2 separate regions of the Sus scrofa genome follow, and region 2 is linked to region 1. A link is a contact called in public HiChIP or PLAC-seq data. All regions are on one chromosome and are shown on one strand. Each heading gives the region's core, a stretch centred on a gene start, on an enhancer-like site or on the middle of the called end of the contact. The rest is flanking DNA. Distances are from core to core; before and after follow the strand shown. Region 1 holds the start of TMEM161B (transmembrane protein 161B). Region 2 holds the start of CETN3 (centrin-3).

Region 1 (5,734 bases), core at 1,584-4,083:
TTCATCTATTCTTAAGCAAAAAAATAAATTTTAAAAAATTCCCCTCTTAAACAAAGGTTGTTTTAGAGTGGTAATTCTAGTAATGATGATTGATATATATTTTGGTTACTTCCTTTTTTTCTCTTTGTTCTACACTGAGGACTTTTTTTTATCAAAGCAATCATACCATTCACATTTTCCATTAGAAAGACTAATCTAAGGGCTTTCTAAAAATAGGTATATAGGGGAGTTCCTGGTCGGTCATGGTGCAGAGGAAACAAATCTGACAAGGAACCATGAGGTTGTGGGTTCCATCCCTGGCCTTGCTCAGTGGGTTAACGATGCGGCGTTGCCATTAGCTGTGGTGTAGGTCGCAGATGCGGCTTGGATCTGGTGTTGCTGTGGCTCTGGTGTAGGCCGGCAGCAACAGCTCCGATTAGATGCCTAACCTGGGAACCTCCATATGCCGAGGGTGCGGCCCTAAAAACACACACACACACACAAAATTAAAAATAGGTAGATAATATTCCACTAAGTATACATGATAGAATTTGCCCAGTCTCTAATTGCTAAAGATTTTTCCTAATTTTTTACCATTATAAGTATTCCTTCAACTGACTTTTCTGTCCGTAAATCATTTTTAGGGTAGTTTAACTCAAGTGATTTTGTCCACAACATTCATTTAAATTGTATTTTTCAAGGGGAAGATGGTGGGCAACACAAAAAAGGTCCTGCTCTCCAGGTATTTAGGTCTAATTAAGTAAACATTATACACTGTAGAAGGAGGGATTACAAATGCATTTTATAAGAAAGTAGAATTATGTTTATTAAAGGTAAGAGGAAATTTCTTAGAGAAGCTATCTGGGAAATATTATGCAAAAAATATGGCGCTAGACTTTGGAAAACTGACAAGTCTTAACGGTTGAAAATGTTCCAGGTAGGTATAGGTGTTAAAGGAGAGGGTAATTATTTGTTGCTTTTCTTAAGTAATGGAAATAGGTAAATTCCTCTACTTCCAGGCATGTAACCTTATACGTTATACTTATTCTGATTTAAAAAAACTAGGAGATGCTGCCTTAAAACATATAGTGTATGCATTTTAATCTTTAAAAAACATTACTTATATAATGGATTTTTCATTGTAATATAAATAGGAACATTAAAGGATACTAACCAAGAGTTATTTATCAACTTGCCATACACTAAATAAGGAACATAGAACCCCATGATCTATTAAAAATGATTAGCAGATAACTGATTTCCTTCCCTGGTTTTACTGTGGCAGGAATGGATTCTAATAATTTGAATACTAGTGTCACATAGAAGGAGCTATTTTGTGAACCTCAATGATTCTGCCAAATTTAGGACAGAGATAAGAACCACAGTGTAAGAAATGAAAAGAGTAAGACTTCACAGGATGTGTGGTCACTGACAGACTGATAGCCATTTTCCTTCTCCACCTTTTCTTCCTCAAGGATAGCAACTGCTTTCCAATGATACACTAGCAGCCAGCTCCAATCTCTCTCTACCATACTTAGAATTTGCAGATGCCCTGGGGCATGTTTACAAACTTGTGCCATCCAGCACAAAGTAGTACCTTCGGGGAAGTTCTGGATTCATCTTCAATAGGATTTGTTTCACAAAACAGATCCCCCAATAAACACAATTTAAGTAAAAATAACTCACACTCCCAGTCTCTATTCCTCTTTCTAAAATAAAGTAATTGGCCAGTGCATGCTTCTTTGGGATGGCTCAGAACTCTGATTCCTAGGGTTTTAAGACCATCTTATAGCTTGGATATCACCTATCCAGGTACTCTGGTAAGGAGCATGAAACTTAACATCTCTAACCACCCCTGTCAACTCAACTTTCTTAAACTCTTTTGAAGCTTTCTAGTTTCCCATCCCAATTCCAGCTTTACGGCAGAACCAGACCCAATAGTAAAAAGAAATTCCACCGATTAAACTGCAGATATAGTCACGACTTAAGCAAGGATCCTCAGGTTGCGAGATGAATTTCTGGGTTATAGGTATTTTGTATAGCTATTTCAAGCCTGCCTCTAGTCCTATGTATAGCCAAATAAAAAGAGAGGTGACAGGTACATAAAACGGAAATGCCTTTTGGAAAAAACAACACAAATTTGGGAGCTATACAGGGTTTTGATATTTTTCCATCTAATTATATACATTATATACATAATATATATATTTAAGCTAAAAGGAAACCGTCCTCAATGGCATGTATTAAACAGGCAGAATTTTCTTCCCGATTTCTTAGCTCTAGGTAGATGTCTTTCTGGTTTCAGCTGATATCTGTGAATAGTGAAGAAACTTCTCATGATCAAATTCCACTGCCCTGAGGAAGGGTAGAGCCGGAGGACCCTTTAAAGCAGGGAGCAGAGACGACAGAGGAACAGGTCTGTGGGGATCCAGAAAGTCTTCAAGGATAGCCAGAAAAATGAGAAGGTGAAAAGAGAAAGAGCGTAGCTGGGCTGAAGAAATCACTGCATTGTCTCAGTAATAGCGCGCCTGTGGTTTCCTCCCGCTCTATATCCTCTGGATCTGGGTCGGCTCCCAACCATGCACCAACCTGAACTGCTTTTCCAGGATGAGGGAGCGCTCTTGCCCAACCCACCCAACCTACCTCGAGGATCCTCGCAGACGCTACAGTGGCGCACCGCCCACCCGCCCACCTACCTGTGCTGCGCCTGCGCCTCCCCCACGCACTCTCAAGGTCAGTACCACCCCCAGCCTCTATCCTGGCACCCACGGAAATGGCAATAGAGGACGTCCTGCGTATCCTCACCTCTGCGTGGCGTGGGGTCGCCGGCGTTCAGGAGATGGGAGGGACTTCCTGTCCCGCGCAAGAGGAGCTTCCGGCAGAGCCGGAAGACCTTCTCCTTCGCGGTGTCGAGTGGATCCCGGCTGCGGAGTGGGGAGGGGAGGTCTGGGCCGGTCCCGGCGACTCCAGCGCCTCTGGTCCACGACCTGTCCTTGGAGCCATGGTGAGTCCTTCTCTGAGGGCTGGATTTACCACAGTGGGGAGGAAAGGGCTGGAAGTTCAGGCTGTGAAGGTAGCCGGTCCGGTGTTGAGCTGGGGATGAAGCGGGCGGGCGCTATGTGGTGAGCAGTAGGGCAGGACATACTCTCTGCTCTGGAGCTCCGGGACCTCTCAGGAAGCAGTGTCTGTCCAGCCCAACCGCGAGCTCTGTCCAGGAGTACGGGATAGGTAGAATGTTCACGGCCCATTCACTGCGGACGGCCGGTGGAGCCAGGTGGTCCCAGAGTTGACCTTGCCCTGTTGATCAGCTCTTTTCTCTCTTCACCTGCAGGGCGGTGGCCAAGAACTTGAGATCTTAAAGTGACTTAAGCCTTTCCAGGTGGACACAACAGATCCCATTGTAGAGGATCAACACCTGTCACTTACAAAAAGAAAAAAAACCCGAAAAAACGAAAACAAAAATGGCATATAACTGAGCCCATTTGCAACTGGATAAGGTGTCAAAAAATCTGGACTTAATAGAGGGTCTTTATTGGAAAGGAATGTTGTAAGGGCATGGAGGAGGGAACTATGGCGTCGAGAGGATGCCTTTACCATGAATAAGATCTGCAAGAGTCACAAAGTTTAGGCAGAAGTGTTATTTATTTATTTATTATTTTCAGGAGTAGGAAACAAGGATAGGAAGAAATGTGGGGAAGTGAGATGAAGGGGTGGTGTGACTGGACTGTAAATAAGGGTAAGTTTTACTTTCGGGCTAACCTGTTCTGAGGAAAAACTATTGAGGAATTGTATCATGATTCAGACTGAGCGACGGCCAAAGTTCAGGAACCTGGGGGAAGAGATTTTAGAATTTGAGTAACATTTGTTTCAGTTGTTCTGTGGGGACAAGCAGTTCAACTAATCATTTTTGAAAGAAAGAGTGGGAATTTGCAGTAGCTATGTCTGACCTTGTTGTAGGTGTACGGGGGGTGGGTAATTCCTGAGTTTTGCTTTCCTAAGTCCTCTGGGGACCCTTGGTTCTTTGCATAAACCATTTCCAAAACACAGAGTGGCTGGTGGTGGTGAGGTTTCTTAACCTTTGCTGTTTTGCAATATCATGGGGATCCAGGAATGTTCCAAATTGACAGTTAATAGCTGTATAAAAGATTTCACATCCTCATCTGGAGAATATTCTGTCTTGTAGTTTAGCTTCAGTCTTCCATATTTTTTCAGGACCAAATGTTGACATTGTTCAGCTACTGCGATGATTGACATTTGAATGACTTGTAGAAACTTAACTGACTGAAACCAAAGAACTTGGAAGTAATATGGTTCCTGGTGCACTCTACCAGCTCTTTTGGGAACTAGTGTGTGTATATGTTTCTTTAAATCTCAGTGAACAGTACAATTTGTAATTTTAAAGAGTTTTTTCTCCTTTTGTATCAATAAAATTAGACAAAGGTAAGGAGTAGTAGAACTTGGAGGAACTAAAAATAATAACTAGCTTAACTACCTGCCTCCCTCTTTTCACTCCAGTTGTGTTCAGAGGGAAGAATCTGAGGTCTAGAAATAGGCAGTGATTTACAATACTTTGGCACAGTTTGAACTTTAACTCAGATCTCCAGTTCTTAAATTTAAGCTCAGTTTTTAATATCTTGATTTGAAAAGTTGAAGATAGGCCGTAATTAAAATCTAAAGAAATGTTGATTGTTAACAAAGAAGCTGAACATGAACTTGTCGTCTGTATTCTGTAGTAATAGAAGTAGAACCCCCGTCCCTCTGCCAGCTCAAAAAAGGTAGTTTTGTTTTAAGCTAAAGTAATCTCATGATATTTATCAAAATGTTACTTAAGAGAATGTCACCTGTAGAGTTATCACCAGGAGCTGCATAGGTTGACTCTTTCCATTTTGTTACTGCTTATATTTCTGAGTTACTAAATGCCTGGCTTCAACTTTCCCAATTATGAAATTGAGAATGTCTGTATATGCAAGTGTAGTCATTGACCGGAATCAGAAAGGGTTTAGCTATTAAATGAGGTGAACAGGGGTTGAATTTATTTAGGATTCAGCTTAGTTGAGATCTTGCACACTGCTTGAACCCAATGATATAATGAAAAGAATGCAGTACTTGAACTCAGAAAGCCCAGATTCTCCCCATTATTAGTTATGTGAATTTGGCAAAATCACTCAACTTAGATAAGGATTCCAGTTTCCTTCTATATAAGAGAAGTGGAACTTGGTGAGAATTAAAACACCTTTTAACTCTTATATTTATGATTCTATGACTTCATTGAGGACTTTTGTAGAATTTTCAGAAGGTTTCTGATTAAGTAAAATTGAGTTTGATTCCACTGTCCCCCACTGCCCCCACATTTCTCAAGTCTGATTTATTTTAAAAAAATCATTCATTTTTAAATATACCAGGTAATACTTGGAATCTTTGTCAGTGTTTGGTCAGGTATTTTATTACTGCCTTAAATACTATCTCAAAATGGAAAGCAAAGGCTTTTTTGTTTTACACTTTGATTTTATTTTTGTTTTAATCGATGTAAACTCATGATCTAGCTAAAAATACTGAGTATTCACTCTCAGTGTTTGTTTTTGTGTTGTGAGAATGGATAGTCCATAGAAAACTTACCAAAGAAGTATAACTGTTTATTATATACTTTTCTTTTTGAAAATTATAATCCAACTTTAATCAAACAGATCTTTCCATCATTTAGGCTGATTTGTGGGAGGAGAGTAGATTAGAACAAGCTCCTGGAATTGGAGGAATC
Region 2 (5,983 bases), core at 3,056-5,555, 1.9 Mb before region 1:
CACTGCAGTTGGATTCTTAACCCACTGTGCCATATTGGGAACTCTTGCTCTCGTTATTTATTTTTATTATTTTTGGTCATGATGCAGCAGGTGGAAGTTCCCAGGCCAGGGATCTAACCTACACCACAGGAGTGACCTGAGGCTCTGCAGATACAATGCTGGACCCTTAACCCACTATGCCACAAGAGAACTCCCTAAAGAGCTTTCAAATTGACATTTTTTATTTAGCCGGCTTCTCATTTTTACCCTCTACAGCGTAACACTAATCCTAGGATCTCTCTGGGACTCTGCCAAGGAGATGAACTCTCTCTGAACTTTTAGTCACCTCTTACAAAATCACCTCCTACAGAGATGCCATTCTGATGGCATTATTTTGTTAACAGGCTTCCATATCTCTTTTGCTCTTTCAGATATTTTTTGAAATAACTTGTCTGCTGATAATACATTTCCAGGTCACTTCAGTATTAGAACTTAATTTCTTCATTATTGCTTTATTAAGGTTTCAGGAGGAAGACTAAACAAATATTAATGCCACTATTTTCTTAAACCTGAAGTTTTATGTACTTTTGGCTCTGGTTCTAGACTTACATTCTCATTACCATATTCTATTTTCCCATATTATTTGCTCAAAAAATCCATTCTTCACTAATGACTGTAAACATTCCACAAAATTCTGGTGTCTCAAGACCAGGTGTGAGAAACACTAGCATTTTATTAGGTACAATAGGCACCATGTTTTTAAAAAAGTACCTTTTATACTTCGTTAATTAATGTGTATATTTATCAGGAATGGGTGTTGAGTATTTTCCAGTGCCATTTTGGACATTTGAGACTATCACCTTGATCTAGAATTATGATATTAATCATAATTAGTATCATTAATTAAGATTAATTAATACAGGATTGTTTTGAACTATCTTTACATTTTTATTTATTTATTTATTTTTGGCTTCTCCGTGTGGCATGTGGAAGTTCCTGGGCCAGGGACTGAACCTGTGCCACAGCAGTGGTCCAGGCCCCTGCAGTGACAGCGCTGAACTCTTGTATAGTTCTCTCTATACAAGAGAACTCCCTACGCAAGAGAACTCCGTATCTTTAATTTTTAAAATAAAGTATATTTGGTTTGGTTCACCAAATTTGGTTTTAATGAAATGTTCCTTCAGACAATACCAAATCGATTTTGCCACTGTCTAGGACTTTTGCACATACATTCACTAATGTGTATCAAATATGAGGTGGGCACATAACAATAGTGAGCAACATGCATACCCTCTCATCACAGAGCATGAATTCAGTAATTTTAAATGCTTTTTAGGATGCTAAGGATTGTGCTAGCTTCAAAAATTAAGCTAAGAAGGTCTCCATCATGCTTTGAGTTTAAAGCACAAGAATTAGCTCTTCAAGAATTTTTAAAACTCAGAGTTCCCGTTGTGGCGCAGAGGAAACAAATCAGACTAGGAACTATGAGGTTTCAGGTTTGATCCCTGGCCTCGCTCAGTGGCTTAAGGATCCAGCGTTGCCATGAGCTGTGGTGTAGGTCGAAGACACGACTTGGATCTGGCATTGCTGTGGCTGTGGCTGTGGCCAGCAGCAACAGCTCCGATTTGACCCCTAGCCTGGGAACCTCCATATGCCACGGGTGCGGTGCTACAAAAGACAAAAAAAAAAAAAAGAATTTTTAAAACTCACTCATAAGTCTGAGTCAGCTGAATGCCTTTTTATTTTGTGATACAGAACTCTGGCATCATTTTTTAAAGTCCTGTCTACAGTTATTAACCTAATTTAGTTTTCTACCTTCTTTGAGTCTTTATCTCCGTTTTCCTTGAAAAGTGACTATTTCATTTTGGTATTAATATTTGTTGAAAATATAGAGCTGTATAAAATATTTTAATAATTTTTAACTCTCTCTTAAACTACTACCCTTATTAGTGGCAATATTCCCTTTCTTGTTACACTTCCTTAACTCTGCCATTTTTATTGGTACTGCCAAAAACCAGTTTATTATTACAGTATGAGAATATTATACCAATTTATTAAACAATTTTCTTTTTAAAACCTGTTTTCTAATTCCTTTGTTGTTGTTCTTTTATCTTTAGTAAAAGTTGTTTTATCTTTAGTTCTTCCTAACTTCAAATAATTTTGATCACTTGTAAAAATATTCAAATAAATGTTTTTCTTATTTTTGTTTTTATCTAATAATAAAATAATTTTTCCCTATAGCTTAGTCTATATCTTACAATTTTAATATATAGTTTTTTCCCTGTCATTACATTATTGTATGTAATTATGTAATTGCAATATTAGTGTCCTTTTACACTCAAATGTGATTTATAAAAGTACCTTAAAATTTAAAGTTTTCTACTTATTTGGGGGGAGGAGCTATTAATTTTTAGCTTTATTCCATTATACCACTGTGAACTGGAGTTTGGCACTTGCTGTCTACCTCTACATGCATTAAATCATGAGCCACTGCAGCTGCCAACCAGCAGTGGAGTGGAGCTCAGGGCAGAGACCAGAAGTGAGGCACTCTGTGCTCTGGGAAAACCAGAAGAACAGATCTTCAGACAGTCAAACGTTTTTAGGAAAAGATTTTATGTGCCCAATTCTTGCATCTCCTCATATCAAGCAAAACACTGAAATCCTTCATGGTGATGTCTGCTTCTAATGACTAGTAGTAACCTTCATGAGGCCAGTAGCAAATTTTTGTAAACTGTATGCATGACTGCATGCACCTCCCCCTTTACCTTTATCACCAGTTATATCCTGGTATTTCCCCTTTCCTCTCTGAGGCTATATTTATTAGAGCTGTGTGAATGCAGCCACCTCCAAGGCTAAGCTGCTGAGCCCTGAGGGAACTCAGGAAAGAAAGAATACCTGTCACTTTGCAGCCATCAGACTACAGCCACTCCTAACAGCAAAGTGTGAGGAAATTTAGGCTGTGAAAACACGGGATACTGGCCCAGATAGCTAAAGTGCATATCAAAGGAATGATTTTAGTGAGGCCAGACCTCTGGGTCTTCCCAAAGAAAAGGGCTTAATTCTGTAACTTGAGATACCTAGTTTTCGGTAATCTTTTGTTCCTACTACCTGCCCTTTGTTCAAAAAACAACAACAACAAAAAAAAACCCAAAACCCCAATGACAATAAAAAACTTCCTCTATATCCTTATTCCCCCCTACTCCCGCTGCAGAATGTTTTTTTCTGGGTTACTTCAGATGTTTCCTCCTGGGCTTAAGACCTGATTTTGCCCCAAACAAAACTTAACTTTTAGGTTGTGCATTTTTTTTTTTTTTAAGTCAACACATTCTTTACTTATCTAAATTTAGTTCAAACTTCTAGGCCTAACATAAATGCCATCTCCTTCAAGAAGTCTTTCTTCTATCCTGCTGTGTTCTTTCCCTTCTATATATATCTTCCCCCTTCCCCTGTTGGACACTCTCAGGCTATTTTATGAGATTTGCAGTTTAGCTCAGTACTTTGTGAGTTTCCATAGCAAGATTCCATTCAATACAGCAATATTTATTGAGCACCTCTGCATCAGACATTGTACTAGGCCTTAGGAATAGCGTTAAATGAAACCCCGGCCTTCAAGATTAGTAGGAGAGACGAACAGGTAAACACATTAAATACCCCAGTGAGCTTCAAGAGACTTGGTTCGGTAGTGAAGTACCAAAGCACCTCAAAGGAGGTATAGGGGAGCAATTGCCATCTAGGCACAGCTTCACCGTAAATAGCCTAATAATTCAACCCAGTGATTATAAAGGTATAATTAACAGCTCCTGCCTCAGAATCATTTGGATTTTGTAAGGAAAAAGAAAAAAGGCAGATTCACATCTACTAGAATCAGAATGAAGGAAAGTGACACTTAAATCTGAGTTTTAAACAAACTCCCCATGTATTTAAATCATCCAAAATTTAAGAATAGAGTGGAGCCAAATTTCGCAGATCTCATTCACAAGCTACTTCCTCCTCCTAGCAGGACAACCTGCGGGGTGTCTCTTCCCTTCCTGCGCCGTTTCCAGACGTCGTCCACATGCCGCAGGCCTTCTCTCCTGAGGCTTTGGTCAGTCACCCTCAGTCCGAAAAGCCCAGCGGACACTCAGACCCTCGCTCCGCAAAGGATTGGAGGGGGTGGGGGCTACGCTACAGGTCAACCTAAAAGGCGGGAGGGGCAGCAAGAGAGCCGAAAGGGAGAGCTCTTTGATTGACGCGAAAAATGCCCAATGAGAGAAGAGGACTAGTGACGCTTCCGCCCTAATGGGCAAGGCATTAGCTATTTCAACCAATCCAGCTCAGAAATGTCTACCTTGTGGGAGGTCTTGAGGCTGCTTAGGTCGTTGTCTGTTGAACCGCTTGTGGAAGTCGTTCGGCTTTGAGTAGGGGGTTAAAGTCGTTCTCGAGAGGAAAGTCTCTGGCCGAAGAGAAAATGAGTTTAGCTCTGAGGTCGGTAATGAGGAGGCGGCAATGCTCTCCACACCACGCAGCGGGCCCCAGGGTGGGTGTGTGTGGAAGGGAGGCAGCTTGGGGCGAGGCAAGGAAGGGAATGCAGTTTGGGACGAGGGAAGGGAGCCTTGGCCACCTTTCCTGGGCCAGACTCCTCATCTTCGGGGCCCGGGTGAGCTCCGTGCAGTTAGACGGTCATTTCTGTCAGGCCACTGGGCTTTGGACCCCAACAACCTGGGTTGTTATAGTCTCGAGGAGGCAGTGAAATATCGCGAGGTTTCTACGCTCTTGTTTATGTGAACTAGGAAACCAGGCCTTGGAGCATCCTTAGTAAAGTTCCCGTCATTCCTTCGCTTATGGCCTCCACCGCAGCTCCCTTCCTGCTAACATCTAACCCGTAGATTTTAGAAATAACGTAAAGCCCTCCTTGCTTCACTATGTAATAGTAGACCCATTTTAGTGCTTTTAGTTGGTAATCTCTTAGATTCCCTGAGTTTATTTTTCGCTCATTTCCAACCACTAACCTACCATTTGTTGCCTACTTCCCAACTCCGACTAGGCGTGTTACCGTAAAAATACCTATAGAGTTACACCTAACTAAAAAGGTACCGAGTTCTGATAAGGCATAATCGTGGTATCCTTGGCTGGGGTCAGTGGTCGGTGGTTTGCGAACTTGTCCTCTCAAAATCTTGGGAAAAGAATGGCCGACCCCCAGAACGTCCAGGCTTGTGTGAAGTGGGGTCTCCTGTGAAAGCAAGATCTACCTCAGCTTTATCATATCTCTTTTGGTCACTTTCTAGTCATCTCTTGCCTTTTGTGTGTGTGTGTGTGTGTGTGTGTGGTAGATTTCAGAGAACAAAGCAACTTAAAATGCAAACAGATAACGTGTCTAATAAAATCAACTGGGTTTTTACATTTTCTAAGTTTTACAGAATTCTTCTGCTTCAAACTTGCAACCCTATTTGAAAATTTGGAACATCTCAAGATATTTCTGGCTTTTACAATAAATTCCTTTTTTTCTTCAGCCTTTTTCAGGGTTTATGAAAAATTAAATCCAAATGTATATGTTAAGTGAGATTTACAAGACAGTTGACTCCACATTATTATATAGCGTTAGCACAAATATGTACTTTTCTGGTGTTTAATAGTATGCTTAGGCTAAGTTTTTTGGGTGATTGTTAATAATATCAGTGGGAGAAATTGCAAATAAAATGCCAAACTTAAAAATGTGTAATCTAAAAACACTTTTGATCCACAATGCCAAAAGAGTTTATGTTAATTGATGAGTTAGATGTCTTTTTGTAGTAATTTTGATAGTTATTAACACTATAAAAGTAAGCCTAATATGTAGTGATCATCAATTGTGAATTCTTTTTTTTTTTTTTAACAGACATTGTAAAACGAGTAACTATGGGTGCTTTGTTTTTTTGGGGGGGTTCTGATATAAAACTAATGTTTCTTATTCACATTTCTTGTTTCTTCCATAGTAATATTAGTGGAAATAAATAAAAAGCCAGGAGGAAGGGAAGTAAGGTCCTCA

The links. HiChIP or PLAC-seq counts read pairs in DNA pulled down with a chosen protein or histone mark.
Region 2: a contact with region 1 is called in an H3K27ac HiChIP or PLAC-seq map of skeletal muscle, with 9 times the contacts expected there. The contact joins the promoter of CETN3 here to the promoter of TMEM161B in region 1. A contact is called at or near these places in 1 of 5 promoter capture datasets (fetal skeletal muscle) and 2 of 2 datasets of contacts at active chromatin or transcription factors (alveolar macrophages and skeletal muscle).

Annotation. Positions count from the first base shown.
Region 1 is chr2:95,697,674-95,703,407 of Sscrofa11.1, reverse strand. It overlaps TMEM161B (transmembrane protein 161B), which reads left to right and starts at 2,833. Exons shown (of 12, transcript XM_003123774.5): 1 at 2,833-2,983. The coding sequence starts at 2,981.
Region 2 is chr2:97,591,642-97,597,624 of Sscrofa11.1, reverse strand. It overlaps CETN3 (centrin-3), which reads left to right and starts at 4,305. Exons shown (of 5, transcript XM_003123777.3): 1 at 4,305-4,443. The coding sequence starts at 4,427. LOC102167126 (a long non-coding RNA gene) reads right to left here and starts at 4,413. Exons shown (of 2, transcript XR_002342050.1): 1 at 4,307-4,413.